Linked DNA regions of Mus musculus: region 1 is linked to region 2. A link is a contact called in public promoter capture Hi-C data. All regions are on one chromosome and are shown on one strand. Each heading gives the region's core, a stretch centred on a gene start, on an enhancer-like site or on the middle of the called end of the contact. The rest is flanking DNA. Distances are from core to core; before and after follow the strand shown. Region 1 overlaps Nol4l (nucleolar protein 4-like). Region 2 holds the start of Ccm2l (cerebral cavernous malformation 2-like).

Evidence for each region. Promoter capture Hi-C pulls out the DNA fragments that hold promoters and counts their contacts.
Region 1: a promoter capture Hi-C map of pre-B cells shows a contact between it and region 2, with 6 times the contacts expected there. The contact joins the enhancer-like site here to the promoter of Ccm2l in region 2. A contact is called at or near these places in 6 of 39 promoter capture datasets (the 3T3-L1 cell line, the C10 cell line, embryonic stem cells and 2 more), 1 of 484 Hi-C or Micro-C datasets (pro-B cells), 1 of 115 datasets of contacts at active chromatin or transcription factors (embryonic stem cells) and 2 of 9 other capture datasets (liver and macrophages).

The regions. Positions count from the first base shown.
Region 1 is chr2:153,452,623-153,459,404 of GRCm38.p6, forward strand. The region is part of intron 4 of Nol4l (nucleolar protein 4-like); the gene reads right to left. Among named protein-coding and RNA genes, the nearest start is that of Nol4l, 74 kb to the right of the region's middle. Within about 2 kb of position 5,484, at least 46 of the 459 cell types and tissues checked have an H3K27ac peak or open chromatin away from gene starts, as enhancers often do. A contact at or near this core is called in liver and pre-B cells, where this site is marked.
Region 2 is chr2:153,061,788-153,068,724 of GRCm38.p6, forward strand. It overlaps Ccm2l (cerebral cavernous malformation 2-like), which reads left to right and starts at 4,168. Exons shown (of 10, transcript NM_001372363.1): 1 at 4,168-4,249; 2 at 5,973-6,140. The coding sequence starts at 4,220.

The DNA of each region.
Region 1 (6,782 bases), core at 4,234-6,733, 390 kb after region 2:
AGTCATCTGCCTTTATGTGCCTCACTGCTCTAAGATATCTGTTAAGTCACTGGAGAGACAGTTCACTGGTCCTGTTCTTACAGAGGACACAGGGATGATTCTCAGTACGCACATGGCTGTTCACAATCACCTTGAAACCCAAGTCCTGTCCTCCTTCTTGCCTCCTCAGGCACCAGCCACATACATGGTATGAACATTCACACAAGCTCTTACACATACACATAAAATAATAAATATTTTAAAAGGGATCTATTAATATCAGATGAGACCGGCATACACCTCAACCCTATAAACTCTCCATCTGCATCATAGTGGGGAGTAAATGTGGAGACGTGCTGGGTCCAGCACCCGCATGGACAAAGAAGGGCAGAGGCTCCTCAAGGGTGGGCAGAGGCTCCTGAAAGGTGTCTCTTCTTTCAACTGGTGACAAGTCTGAGGTGGGCAGTGTCTCCATTTTCACAACTCTGGGTAGAACAGGTAGAGGAGTGGCTCAGTTCATTCATTTATTCTCCTAGCATCCAGTTTAGCTGGCTGCAACCTCTGAGCTGGCTTGGGCTCCTTGCTGAAGTCTAGGGACAGCAGTCCAGTCAGCGAGGAAGCCTGACTTGGGGAGACGTGTGCTCCCCACAGCCATGATCACAGGTCACTGACTCTTCCATTACTCTCCTTTCCAAGAGTGCCTTGTTTGTTTGTTTGTTTAATGTGTATGAGTATTTTGCCTGCATGTATGTGACTGAAGAAGGCCAGAAGAGGGTGAATCCCTAAGAACTGGAGTTACGGGTGGTTGTGAGCCACTGAGTGGTTTCTGAGAATTAAACCCAGGTCCTCTATAAGAACAGCAAGTGCTCTAAAGCACAGCCTTGCCTCCAACCCCCAACTGCCTTGCTTTAAAACCCTCTCATCATGTCACACTCCTACTCTGAAACCTTCTATAGCTTCCCTCTCCTGTTCTGTTTAAGGTCTTGCACAGCTCTTTGCCTAATCTTCAGGTCATTTCTGGGAGCTCTGTGGTGACAGAGTCACCATCTTCTCTTCATCCATGAGCAACCCTCCATGCCTCTGTTCTTGTGTGTTTTCAAGTATATGCTCCTTCTACAAACATGTACAGAGCCCCTAACCTGTGCCAGGTACCATGGCCAATGCAGTTAACATGGAAGGAAGTGATACAGAGAGGTCTGTCTCTGGGTACCTGCAGGCCAGCAGGAAGGGAGACAGGCAGATAACCATGTGGTTTTTTTTTTTTTTTTTTTTTAAGATTTATTTATTGATTATATGTAAGTACACTGTAGCTGTCTTCAGACACTCCAGAAGAGGGAGTCAGATCTTGTTACGGATGGTTGTGAGCCACCATGTGGTTGCTGGGATTTGAACTCCTGACCTTCGGAAGAGCAGTCCGGTGCTCTTACCCACTGAGCCATCTCACCAGCCCCGTGGTTTTTTTTTTTATCAGATGCTGTTCATAGAAGGTGTGTCGTCCTATCTGAGCGTGACAGTCAAGGGGCTGCAGGGAAGGAAGTGGCAAGTCCAGTAGGCCTCTGCTGAGGTGACATGTAAGCTGAACTGACAGATATACAGGGTGGGGAGGGGTTGCTAGGTAGGGAGATGCAGACAGTCAACAAACCCTGCCCACTGTCCCCAAGCCTGGCCCCTGCTGAACTCAAGAGTGCCAAGGTGACTAACAGTCTGTCCAGAGGCAGGTTCCTGTCAGTGTTGTCATATGATGTGGAACTGACAGTTTTCTGCATTGCGCCTCTTTCTCTCTCAGACTGCAAGCTCAGGGACTCTGACAGCAGAGTCCGAACCTCATTCCCCAACGCTGGGATTCTGATATGTGAGTGGAGCCCCAGGCTTCTCCCTCCTCTCACGGCTCCTTGGGAGAGGCTCCATCATGAGGCCAAGCCCCCCTCCCTTCACAGACCTTCACTTTGGTGAGTTGTATGAACAGATGGCCCTAGCTGGGCATGGTGCCGGACCTTCCCTCGAAATGCTCAGGAGGCGGGGAGAAGGAAGGGATACATAGTGAGGCCCTGTCTCTAAAACAAAACAAAGTCAATATGACCCTAGAGTGCTCCTAGCAGGGCCTTTCCTAGTTGTCCCCATCAGAAAGTTCCAGACTTCTGTCACCATAGCCAGGAAGGAGAATGACAGGAGCCTACTGAGAGGAACAACTTCTGGTGCTGTCCATGCTCACTATGCTCTCGAGCCTGCGGGCCGGAGCACGTGCTTCAGTCGCCTGCAACAGGCAAAATCCAATCTGTGCTATTAAAAGTCAGGCTAGTGGTCACCTTTGCTTGTGGTAGTGACTTGGAGGGACACAGGGTCTTTGTGGTATAGACAATGTTACTCCTTGGTCCAGACATTGCTTATAGGAGGTGGGAAGTGTGTGTGAGAGCACACGAGCTGCTTACTCTGTGCTCATTTGCATATGTGTTGTTATCACAGGAAGGCTGGAGACAGTGAAGAGGCTAGCTGGTGGGCAGAGGCCTTGGGTGAAAACAGTCACAGGGCTGGAAGCAAGGAGCATTTTGGGGTTTGGATCAAGGTTTAGGTCTCTAGGATGCTTGGCATGCCCTGCTAAAGTAGGACTCCTGAACCAAAACACCAGTAGGATGCTGAGTGAAGACTAGTGGCAAAGTTATGAGTTGCCAGTCACTGATGACAGTCACAGTCCAACAAAATCAAGCCCCCAGCTGTGTAGCCCACGATAGGTTATCAGCAGCCCTGCCGGCCTCAGGCCGACTCTGCCCTGCTGACTTGTTTCCCTTGCTTTGCTTCGTCCCCGCCTTGGGAAACAGCAGAGTCAGGACGTGGGGATGGATGCCCTTGTGCTGACTTGATTTCATGCAGGTTACTTAGTGCTCTGCAATGAAGTCTTAGTTTTCCTGCACTAAGCAACTAACTTCCGGTGTTCCTGCTCTCTCCTTGTGTCTGGATGCCCCATTTCCTTTCCCTCTTTTCTCCTGCCCCAAAGGCAATGTCAAGTTCAGGTGAAGCCATGGCAGGTCCTACTGCAGAATCTAGCTTACCTCGGACCTGTACACTTTTCCCCAGTTATACAGGATAAAGAGTCAAAGTTGTCTCTCTCTCAGCCTCCCTCTGCTTAGAGAAGCAGCAACATACCTAGAGTTTGTCCTGAAGAGGCAGAACATGACTTGGCACACTTCTGGGGAAACTTCTGTTTTGCTGAACCAGCTTTGCACTACCTGTCTGCCTCTCACCTTGGATGGGATAAGGTGGTCAAAGCCCAGGGAAGAGCTGAGCAGCACGGTCACCAACCACTGACACCAACCCAGACTGCAGACCACAGAGCTGGACCTGCAGCCCTCTCACTTCAGCAATGAAAGAACCTCACACTTTGCCACACAGGCTGTTAGAATTCCTAACTAAGATACTGAGATACGGGGCTTCTGTCTGGGGATGGACCAGGCAGCCAGGAAGCCAGTTCCCATGTCCCTTCTCTACAGAGTGTAGACTCCTGTGAGAAAGATAGTATCCAGGGCCAGGCACCCCTGGCTTGTCTTGTATTGTGGGGGTGGAGAGACAAATGTACAGTCCCTTGACTTGCAGATACAGTGGGAAGGACAACAGCAAGCCTCTGGCAAGGTTCTAGCCCTGGGACAAGACTGTGAGAGCCACAGCCACGGTGTTCAACACCTGCATTTAGGTGCCTTAACAGGAAGGTCTTAACCTCATAGTCATTTTAAATGACCTCAGGCTGCTGAAGTCTGTGAGGTTGGTTACTTATGCTCTTGGGGTAGGGGTGGGGGTTGTGGTAACTACATCCTTAAGGTTCTCCAGGTCCTGCTATTAGGGAACAGCCAGGAGTGTGGGGGAAATGGTGGAGACGAGGGTTGGAGGTGGGCTCTGGGCTTCATTTAGACTTGACACTCCTGTCTGATGGCAGCCAACAATAGCTCTGGACCCCTTCACCCTGTTTCCCTTATAAAGGGACTCCACAGTGAAAACCAGGCTCTGCTAAGTGCTGAGACCCAGCCCAGCACTGCTGCTGATAAAAGAACAGGGACCCTACTGCCACAGACTAGAAAGTGAGGCAGCCATGCTCAGAACTGGGGCCAGTAAGTGATTACTCTCACTTGCTTCCATCAGGTCAAGTCCTGCTCTGCTCACAGCAAGTGGCACGCAGTAAACTTTGCTCCCAGGTGGCAAGCCCTGTAAGAAGTTACCTTTGCAGGCTGTTCCTCTGCTCCTCACTCTCTCCATCCTACCCCTCACCCCCCACAGTCCTACCCCAGAGCCTTTGTACCCACTGACTGCAAGAAAGTCCAGAAGACTGACTGATTCTCATCAATCAGGACTTGGGTCTCCTCAAGAGTTTTCATTCGCCGGGCATGGTGGCACACGCCTTTAATCCCAGCACTTGGGAGGCAGAGGCAGAGGCAGAGGCAGGCGGATTTCTGAGTTCGAGGCCAGCCTGGTCTACAAAGTGAGTTCCAGGACAGCCAGGGCTACACATTTCATTCTCAGACGCATACAGTCTTATCCATTTGACTCTCTGCCTCAAACACCTCTCTTTTTCCTGGTTTTTGGTTGGTTGGCTGGTTGTAGTTTTGTTTTTTTCTTGTTTTTTCTTCCTGATGTATTTCTCATCTCCAAAGCCTGTGTGTACCCAGGATGTACAGGTTCTGTACACCCTTCACTGCCAGAGTCCTGGTGCCAGCAGCTTCCAGCACTTATTACAACAAATGACTTCTGAGTTAATCAAGGAAGAGAAATCCTCAGAAGCACATACAACAGCAGCAGAATCACGGTGCGTGTGTGTGTGTGTGTGTGTGTGTGTGTGTGTGTGTGTGTTTGAGGGCTTTTCTCTCCATCTGAATGGGGGTGGCAGAGCTACCAGCCTGCTGAGGGTCTACACTGGTTCCTCTTCATTAAACAAAGCAGCCAGCACAAATCCAACCTCAAAAGAGAGTGAGTCTGTTAATGAGGTAAACACAGTTACAACCAGGAAAAAGCTTGGCCACGGCCTCTCCAGGTCCACACAGAGCCATTATCTCTAATTGATCTCCAGACATCAGCTGCTGAGGCGACTGAACCCCTCCTGCATCCTCCAGGTCTGGTTACAAAGCCCTAGGCTGCCGCTCATGGCATGGAGACAGCCTTGTGAGCTCCTCTTTGCTGAGGTGACAGGTCTGCCTGAGAGCCACAGCCACCGGGTTCAGTGCCTGCATTTAGGTTCCTTAGCAGGAAGGTCTTGCCTTCAAGAAAGGCTGACAAAAGCCAGTTGGGGCCTGAAAAGCCCTGATGCGCCATAGATCTTACTAGCAGTAGAAGGGAAAGATACCCCAAAAATGGGGTGAAGAGTTTACTCCCACCAGGACAAGGGCACAAAAACAGTGTGCAATAAAGTAAATCTCAGGCCCAAGGCACAAGATCACAAATTCCCATTGGGTCTCAGTGGCAGGTCACAAGGTCGACTTTCAGTTCAGTGACCATCTGGACCATCTGAGCTGCTCCTTCCTGGCCCAGCCCAGGAAAGACGCCTCCTTTCCTGCTGGGCCACTCTTGTCCTTAGGGACAGAGCTGGGCTGAGCTACTCAGCTGCCTTACAGGCCAGTTCACAGCAAAGCTCTGAGAAGACAGAGCTTCCCTTCCTTTATGGGGCCCAGCTAGCAACTCTGGGCCTCCTTCCTGGCTTCCTCACAGACACAGATGAGCTGTGCACAAGCTAAGCCCGCACTCAGGACTGCTGTTCATGGCCCACACAGTCATGGTGCCTGTACTAGCAAATTACAGGCACTGCAGACATTTTTCCTGGTTAATGAAGTTAAAAGGCTCTCCTTGGAATCCTCAAGGCCTGGACAGAGACAGGGACTTGAGAAGCTGCCAGAAACAGCAGCCCTTTTGGGCCCAGGATATCAAGCCCATGGAAGGAAGGGGATGTGGTTGTTCTCTATTTCTTTCCCACACAGCTCCAGGGACACTGCAGGGGATCAGTGGCCAGGCCTCAGTGAACCCGAGCTGTCCCAGTAAAAGCACAGTCATTCTCTTAGGGTATTTAGAAGTCATAACAAATTTCTAAAAACACATATAGATATCCCATAGTATATTAACCAGGAAAATGATAACTCTTAAGCAAACCAATTATTCCACAGTGAGCTCCCCACCCTTTCCTCCGTCTTGCTCTGAGAAGCTACCTCCTCTTGAGGTTAAGAATGCCAACAGTGGGGCTGGCTCAGTGGGTAGGAGTGTTTTCCGTTCCTACAGACGACCTAAACTCAGTTCCTAGCACACGACCACTCACAAACATCTGCAATTCCAGTTCTGGAGATCCAATACCCTCTTCTGGCGCTGAAGGCACTGCACATACATGGTGCTATACATACACATGCAGGCAAACACTCATACACATAAAGAAAAGAAAAATGCCAGCTGTGCCAAGCTCATCCTGTCTTCAGGTTGGCGGGAACACTAGCTGGCCTGTTTGCAACCCCCAGACCCAGCAGTTGTTAAGTAAGCCTGCTTGTTCACTAACAGGCCAGTTCATAGCAGAGCTCTGGGAAGACAGTTTCCCTTCATTTATGGGACCCAGCTAGAAGCTCCGGGCCTCCATCCTGGCCTCCCCACAGTCACAGATGAGCTGTGCACAAGCTAAGCCCACCACACTCAGGACTGCTAGCCAAGCATATCACTTAACTGTCATGTGGTCAAGTCAGGTGGGCTTCCAAACAACAAGGAGAAGATACACTGAAAAAGCATTCTTTCCCTACAAATCACTTTTTTTTTTAGTTTAATAAAATGTTGAAAAGGAAAGCAAACAAGAG
Region 2 (6,937 bases), core at 2,918-5,417:
GTATGGAGTAGTGGCAGCAAGACAGGATGTGCTGGGTCCCGACACACATTGCTGCTCTACCTGTCTAGACTGTAGGCCTTGACTGTTAGGATAAGAGATAAATTCTCACATGAGGCCACTACTATGTAGCTCTCAGTTATAGCCAAATGGATCCCGGTTGGTGTGTCTGGACCACTGGCTCCTATGGGAAGGTGTTTTATTTTGTTCTGGTTTTGTTTGTTTTTACGAGTGTGAGTATTTCCCTGCATGTGTGTCTGTGTACCATGTGTGTGCCTGGTGCCCAGAGGCCTGAAGAGGCCCCATCAGCTCTCCTGGAGCTGGAGTTTCACGTGGTTGTGAGCCCCCCCCCCCCATATGGGTGCTGGGAAATGAACTTGGATCCATCAAGTGCCCTCGATGGCTGAGCTCCCTCCAGCCCCCACAACTCACCTAGCAATGTTTTCTTCCAGAATCAAGACAAGAGGAGAAGCCTTTTGTGCCCCCTGATGGATGGGCTCTTTACTCTCCAGCCATCTTGCCAATTATATTGCTTGCTAGGGTGCTCATGGCGTGATCCACGGACAGGAGAACATGACGGGAAAACATTTTCTCACAGTTCCGGAGGCAAAACTGGGCTGGTTTCTCCTGAGGCCCCTTTCCTTGACCTGAAGATCCAGTGCCCCACTGCACTCTGGGGTAGATTCTGTGTGTGCAAATGTTGCTAGTATCTTTTTATACATGTCAAATTTCTTCCTTCGCTTATACAGGTCCTCATAACAGTGGCATTTCACCTTAGTTGTTTCTTCTAATTAAAAAAAGGTTCTAGGATGGGCATGGTGGTGCACACCTTTAACCCCGAACATGGGAAACATAGGCAGATCGATCTCTGTGAGTTCAAAGCCAGCCTGGCTGATCTACAGAGCAAGTTCCAGGATAGTGAGGGCTACACAGAGATATCCTGTCTCAAAAACAAAACAAAACAAAACAAAACAAAAACCTAGCAGTATTTGTGGGGTTTTAAAAAAAATTTATTTATTACATGTAAATACACTGTAGCTGTCTTCAGACACACCAGAAGAGGGTGTCAGATCTTGTTATGGATGGTTGTGAGCCACCATGTGGTTGCTGGGATTTGAACTCAGCACCTCTGGAAGAGCAGACTGTGCTCTTAACCCCTGAGCTGTCTCTCCAGCCCTTTCTTGTCTGTTTTTACAGTACTTCACATAGAACCCAGGGCTCCTTGCAGGCAAGGCAAATTCTCTAACATTGAGCTGCACGCCAGCCTAACTTAATTATTGCTTTAAGGGACATATCTCAGGACTGAGGCTGTGGCTCAGTTGGTAGTGTGCTTGCCTAGCATGCACAAAGGTCCTGGGTTCTGTCCCCAGCACTGCACAAAGTGTAACGCTTGCACTAGAGGGGTGGGGGGATAAAAGCAAGCAGGAGGATCTGAACTTCAAGGTCACCTTTGTTTGCATAGTGAGCTCAAAACCAGCCTGGGCTACAAGAAACCCTGACTTAAATAAATAAATAAATAATCAAACAAACAAACAAACACATACATACATAATAAATATGAATTAGTAAATAAGTGAATTAAAAGCTCTATATCCAAACACTGTTAAGTACCAGAAGTTGCTGCTTCAATATGCAAATCTAGCAGCACGTACAACTTATCTCAGGAAACAACAAAGTAGAAAAATATAAGGACATTGACACCATTGCTGAGCTGCTCAGCTAACCAGCCCTGAAAGCACTCTCAGACTTCTGCTGAGCCACCTGCAGTCAGTCAGAATTGGCTGTTTGTCACAGCCAGAAGCAGCCCAACTCACAACCACATGTTTGCTCAAGCTGCCTGCATTCACCCTTCCAGGCGGAGCAGGAATACCCTCCTCACACAAGCTGCTTGCTGTATAGCTCCGTTCTCTTAGGTAAGCTGCAACTGTTTCCTTTCCCCTCTCTGCCTAGGACTGCCATGGACAATAACCTCTTCTGCTGCTGGGTGCAGAGGTGATCTTCATAATCCTCTCCACGGCAGCCCAGGCAGCAACTTAACTGGGGCTGCAGCCTGGCCACCACACTGATGATGCTGACAGCACGGCGTTTTCTGGCTCTCCTTATCTCGTTTTTTGATTCCCTGGCTGATTTTAGTAATGTGCGTTATCATTACGTTGCTGTTCCATTTTGTCCTGAGAACAGCTTTCTGAGAAAGCGCCATTATTATCCTGCTTTTAACACATGAGGACTCTGAGGCTCCGAGACATGATGCAAATTGCTCAAGGTCATTCATGATTGGACCCTAGTCATCTGGCCCTGCATGATTTACTGACACTAAGCACTTGAGCTGATCATGGCTCTGGGGTGGGTTCAGCACAGAGGCCATTTTCTTTTTCTAGTCATCCCCCTGTCCTAGTTGAGATTCCGAGCAGTGACATTTGGTCCTGTTAGTGATCCTCAGAATAAAATAAGGTCCAAATTTATAACGGGGGCGGGGGGGGGCTGAGACTGAGACAGGAAATAAGTTGCAACAGCCTCACCAGAGACTGCCTTTCATAACCTGCTATCACAGCAAGGCTAGAACTCTAGACTGGCTCAAGGGGTAATTTAGCAATTTTGATACTCAGAGCAGAGTCAGGGATTGGCTGGCATATCCTGATCTCTTTTCACTGGCCCAGCAGGCAGAGTGGAGGTCTCATGTTCCAGTGCTCGGACGTGACTGGCAGGATGCATGGTCTTAGGAGGAAGAGGCTGTAAGTCTGGGACCAAACTGCCGGGACCATTTCCTTTCTGGTGTGTGGAGAAAGATAGGAATGGCTAGGGTTGGGGGTGTCCTGTAGCTCCCACACCCAAGAGTGATAAGAGACCTGACATGGTACACCCACCCTTTCAAAACTACCATGCAAAGAGTTCCAAACCTTGGCACCTGCTGTTTATGATCTGTGGCCCTGTGTCTTCCGTACCATAGGGAGCACTAGCAAGAGAGGATTTTGGGGATCACCCTTTCATTGGGAAGGTCGGGACGCTGAAGACCAGGGCTTAGAATATTCACTGCAGCCAGGGACACCAGCAAAGCAGTTCTAGAGCTCTGGCATCCAGAACCCAGGTGCTGTGGCAGGTGCCCACGGGCCACTCAGAACACCCCAAGTGTGCCTGCTAAGGCACACAGGAGGTTAGAGCCCCAGCAGCACTGGACACTAGACTTCAGGTCCAGCGAGGCTGGAAGCCCCACGTTCTTATACTCATTGTGTGACATGAACCCCCACCCCCAATGCAGAATCCTTGCCGAGCACGCCGCCCACGTGACCTTGAGCCAGGATCTGCACACGAAACTGCATTTTTAAAATTTATGTCACTGAAATCATGGTCGCAGATACAGTGAGGAGATAAAAATATGCCAAAAAGACAGTGAGGCAGCCCGGAAGCCACAGATAAGGAAATAGAATTTGGTTTTTTATTTATTCATTTGCAGTGCTAAGGACAGAACCCTGGGCCTGCAGGCTGCTAGGTAAGTGCTCTATTATTGAGTATCCCTAATAGTAAATATTTAATATTTATTGAGTATTTCATATGTTCCAGGAGTTCTAAGTGTATTTAATCCTAGTCAAAGTACTATGAGGTCAGGTTGAATGTGGAAACTGAGGCATAAGTGGTGAAGTAAGTAGCAGGCAGCCAGTCCCAGAGGCCCCCATATACCATCTCTGAAAAATAAGGATTTATTATTATTATTACTACTACTACTGCTACCACCACCACCACCACCACCACCACCACCACCACCACTACCACTACTATTATGTTAACTTGCCTGGACATAGTCTGAAGCACTTTCCACCTACTCATTCATTTCTCAGAGAAAGGCCGGGGTTTCTCCTGGTGTATACAGAGAAACAGGCAGCAGGCTTTCAAAGAGGCTTTTAATGTCTTATCTTGCCAAAGTCATTGAGCAAGGTTGGTGGCAGACATAGGGAATGACCCAAATGTGATCTCCAACTCGGGGGACCGTTCCTCAGTCTGCTCCAACAAGTGCCGAGCCCCTTAGACGCCATGTTTGGCTCCCACCCTTCAGTTGCAGGGTTCCAAGGCAGTGTTCTCCATCTGCCCCCACCCCCACCATCAGATGGGAGGGGCAGGAACTCTGGTACTGGTGGAGTTTCCGACCGGGCAGGAAAAAGAACAAAGGAAATGGAGGGGGGTCTGGAGGGGGAGAGGAGGGTGGCAGGACAAGAGGAGCAGTTTCACCATGGAATATGAAGCCAAGAAAGGGAAGAAGGTGAGTGGGGGGTTGAGAGGGCCAGGGTTGGGAAATGTCTCTGAAGGTGGATACAGAGGTGAGCAACGTGGAGTTAGCAAACAGCACAGGGAAGGGAGACTGCCTTCTCTTTTGGAAGGAAGTTTCTTTCTGTCCCTGACAGCCAGACGGACATCTGGGCTCCGGTCTAAGCTTCAGTCTTAGTGGCCTCTGTCATACGTCTACTGAGAGACTGACAGGGTCTTCCTGTTTCTTGGACATTCTGGTGGTAGCTTCCCGAAGCCTCTCAGAGAAAGGGACAGACAGACACACAGCAGACACCTTCCCTCCCCAATCACCCAGACAGTAAGGCCCAGCCAAGATGATTATAGTTTGGCAGATTGCCCATCCAGGCTGGGGCCTCTCACCTGTTCCCTGCCCCCTGCCCGCTGTTTCCCAAGCCTACACCTGCCCTCCCCTACCCTTGTGCAAAAACTCACTCCTGAGACCTCAGTTTAAGCCAACCCAAGTCCTTTCTCCACCTTCCTCCTCTTTTGAATTTGAGAGGTTTTTCCACTTCCCAGTTCCCACTGCACCCTCATACACACGGGGCTCCCTCCACCTAAGAAACGGGGTTCAGAATGTTTTATAAGGAACTCACATGAGGTCAGTACGGTGGCACAGGCCTGTAATCCCAGCTATTCTGGAGGCTAAGGCAGGAGGATTACAAGTTTAAAGTTAGTGTGGGTAATTTACTGAGAACCTGTCTCAAAACTGTAAAAGTGGGCTGGGGGGAGGGGGGACCCGTTCCTTGGCAGAATGCTTATCTAGCATGCAAGGTCCCAGGTTTGATTCCCTAACCTGCAAACTGATAATAAGAATTTTAAGTGCCAAGAGAGCTGGAGGTATCCAGCTCAGAAGTATTTATGTGAGGCTCTGGATAAAATCCCCAGTACAGACACATCAACGTGCCCCCATGTGAATCATTGGGGCTGACATGCACAAATTCTCAGGGGTCTATGTATTTATTTAGGGGACAAGGTCTAACCATGTAACCCAGGCTGATCTTAAAAACTCACTGACTGTATAGCTCAGGCTGGCCTTAAACCCACAGCAATTCTCCTGCCTCAGCCTCATGAGTGCTAGAATTCACCCAGTGAGGTCCATCTGATTAGGCTCCTAGGTGGCCGCCCATCCTGTTTGTGTCTGTCTTTTGGGGAAGCTAAATAGCATGCCACCCGTGTCACCAGAATTGATGGTTTGCTTTAGAAACTGCCAACGTAGTTCTAGAATGCCGCTAGATTGCTGCCCCCAGGGCTTCGGATTCCATAGGCTCAGGATGGGATCCAGGAAACAGCAGTTCTCTCAGATTCCCTCGATCCATCCTGGGTGTCTTTGTATCGGTGTCTCTGGATTATACTTACATTTATTTATTGCATAATTCTAACTCACAAACAAGCAATAGCCTAATAAATGCCTAGCTATCCTCCACTTAGCCCTGGGGCCTTGGCCGTTCTTTGAATCTGGCTGGCAGGAGCTTCACCCTCCCTGGGTACTTAAAATGCAGCTTTACGATGTCCTACCTGCTGGTGTTCTTTCTAGCTCTCAGCCTGGAGTCTCTTTGCTTCTCCACCTGAGGGGGGGAGGGCGGACCTGCAGGGCTGCACCTCCCGCAGTTTTTAGGAGGATTAACTGAGGTTGTGGAAGCAAACCAGAGCTCATAAAGCCAGTGCTATAGTTACTGGGACTTTCCTGTCTCTACCAGGGCTTTGTGTCCCCCATCCGAAGACTGGTGTTCCCGAAGGCTGCACGCCAGGCTGCCTTCAGAAGCAGTGTCAGTCGCAGGCCCCTGCACTCTATGCCTCTTTATCCCCCTGACTACCTCATCGACCCCCACATCCTGCTGTGTGACTACCTGGAGAAAGAGGTCAAGGTGAGCATGGGACAAAGATGGTAGGGCAGGGGTAGGGGGAGCCTGGAGGCACACCAAGCCACACTCTGTGTCACATGACGGAAGCCTCCTGCCTTACTGTCATGGGCTGCACCCTCAGCAGGTGACATCCACCCAATGAGCTACCATAGGAGACTGAGTTCTGGGAAACTGTGCTGTGTTCCCAAAAGCTCAACCTACTCATGAGACTGATGTCTGCAGGCTCCCTGATTATTCAGTGTCCAAGTTAGGAGCAAGCGAGAGGCTGGGAGTGCGGCTTGGTGCTCGAGCACTCACCTGGCATTCTGAAGACCCCAGGCTACACAGCCAGCACAGGTCTGGGGGCGTGAAGGGCGGAGATAGGTGGATACCATAATGGACCCTCTTGCCAGGCAAGAGCTTTTCTTCCATTTTAAAACCACCGTGAAGGAGCATTGGGTAGGTTAACAGGTCTCCATCAGCCAAAGATTGGTGTGAAGTAAGATTGAGGCACTGAACAAACAGGCTGCTTGGTCAAATTTGAATTGCAGATGAGCAGTGATTATTTCCTCAGCATAAATATGCTCCAAATGTTAAATAGAACTAAATAGGTACAAAAAAAATCCTAAAAACAAAATTGTTGTTGAGCTGACATCTTGTATTTTATCTGGCAACTCTATAAATAAAGAAAAGCTAGAAAAAGAATTGTTTTAAAACCAAGGGCTGAAAGTTTACAGAATAAAAAGATGTGAGTGGTGAAATTCACCCAGATTCCTGCAATTAAAGTAATAAAAAGTTAATTCTCATACGGAATAACATTT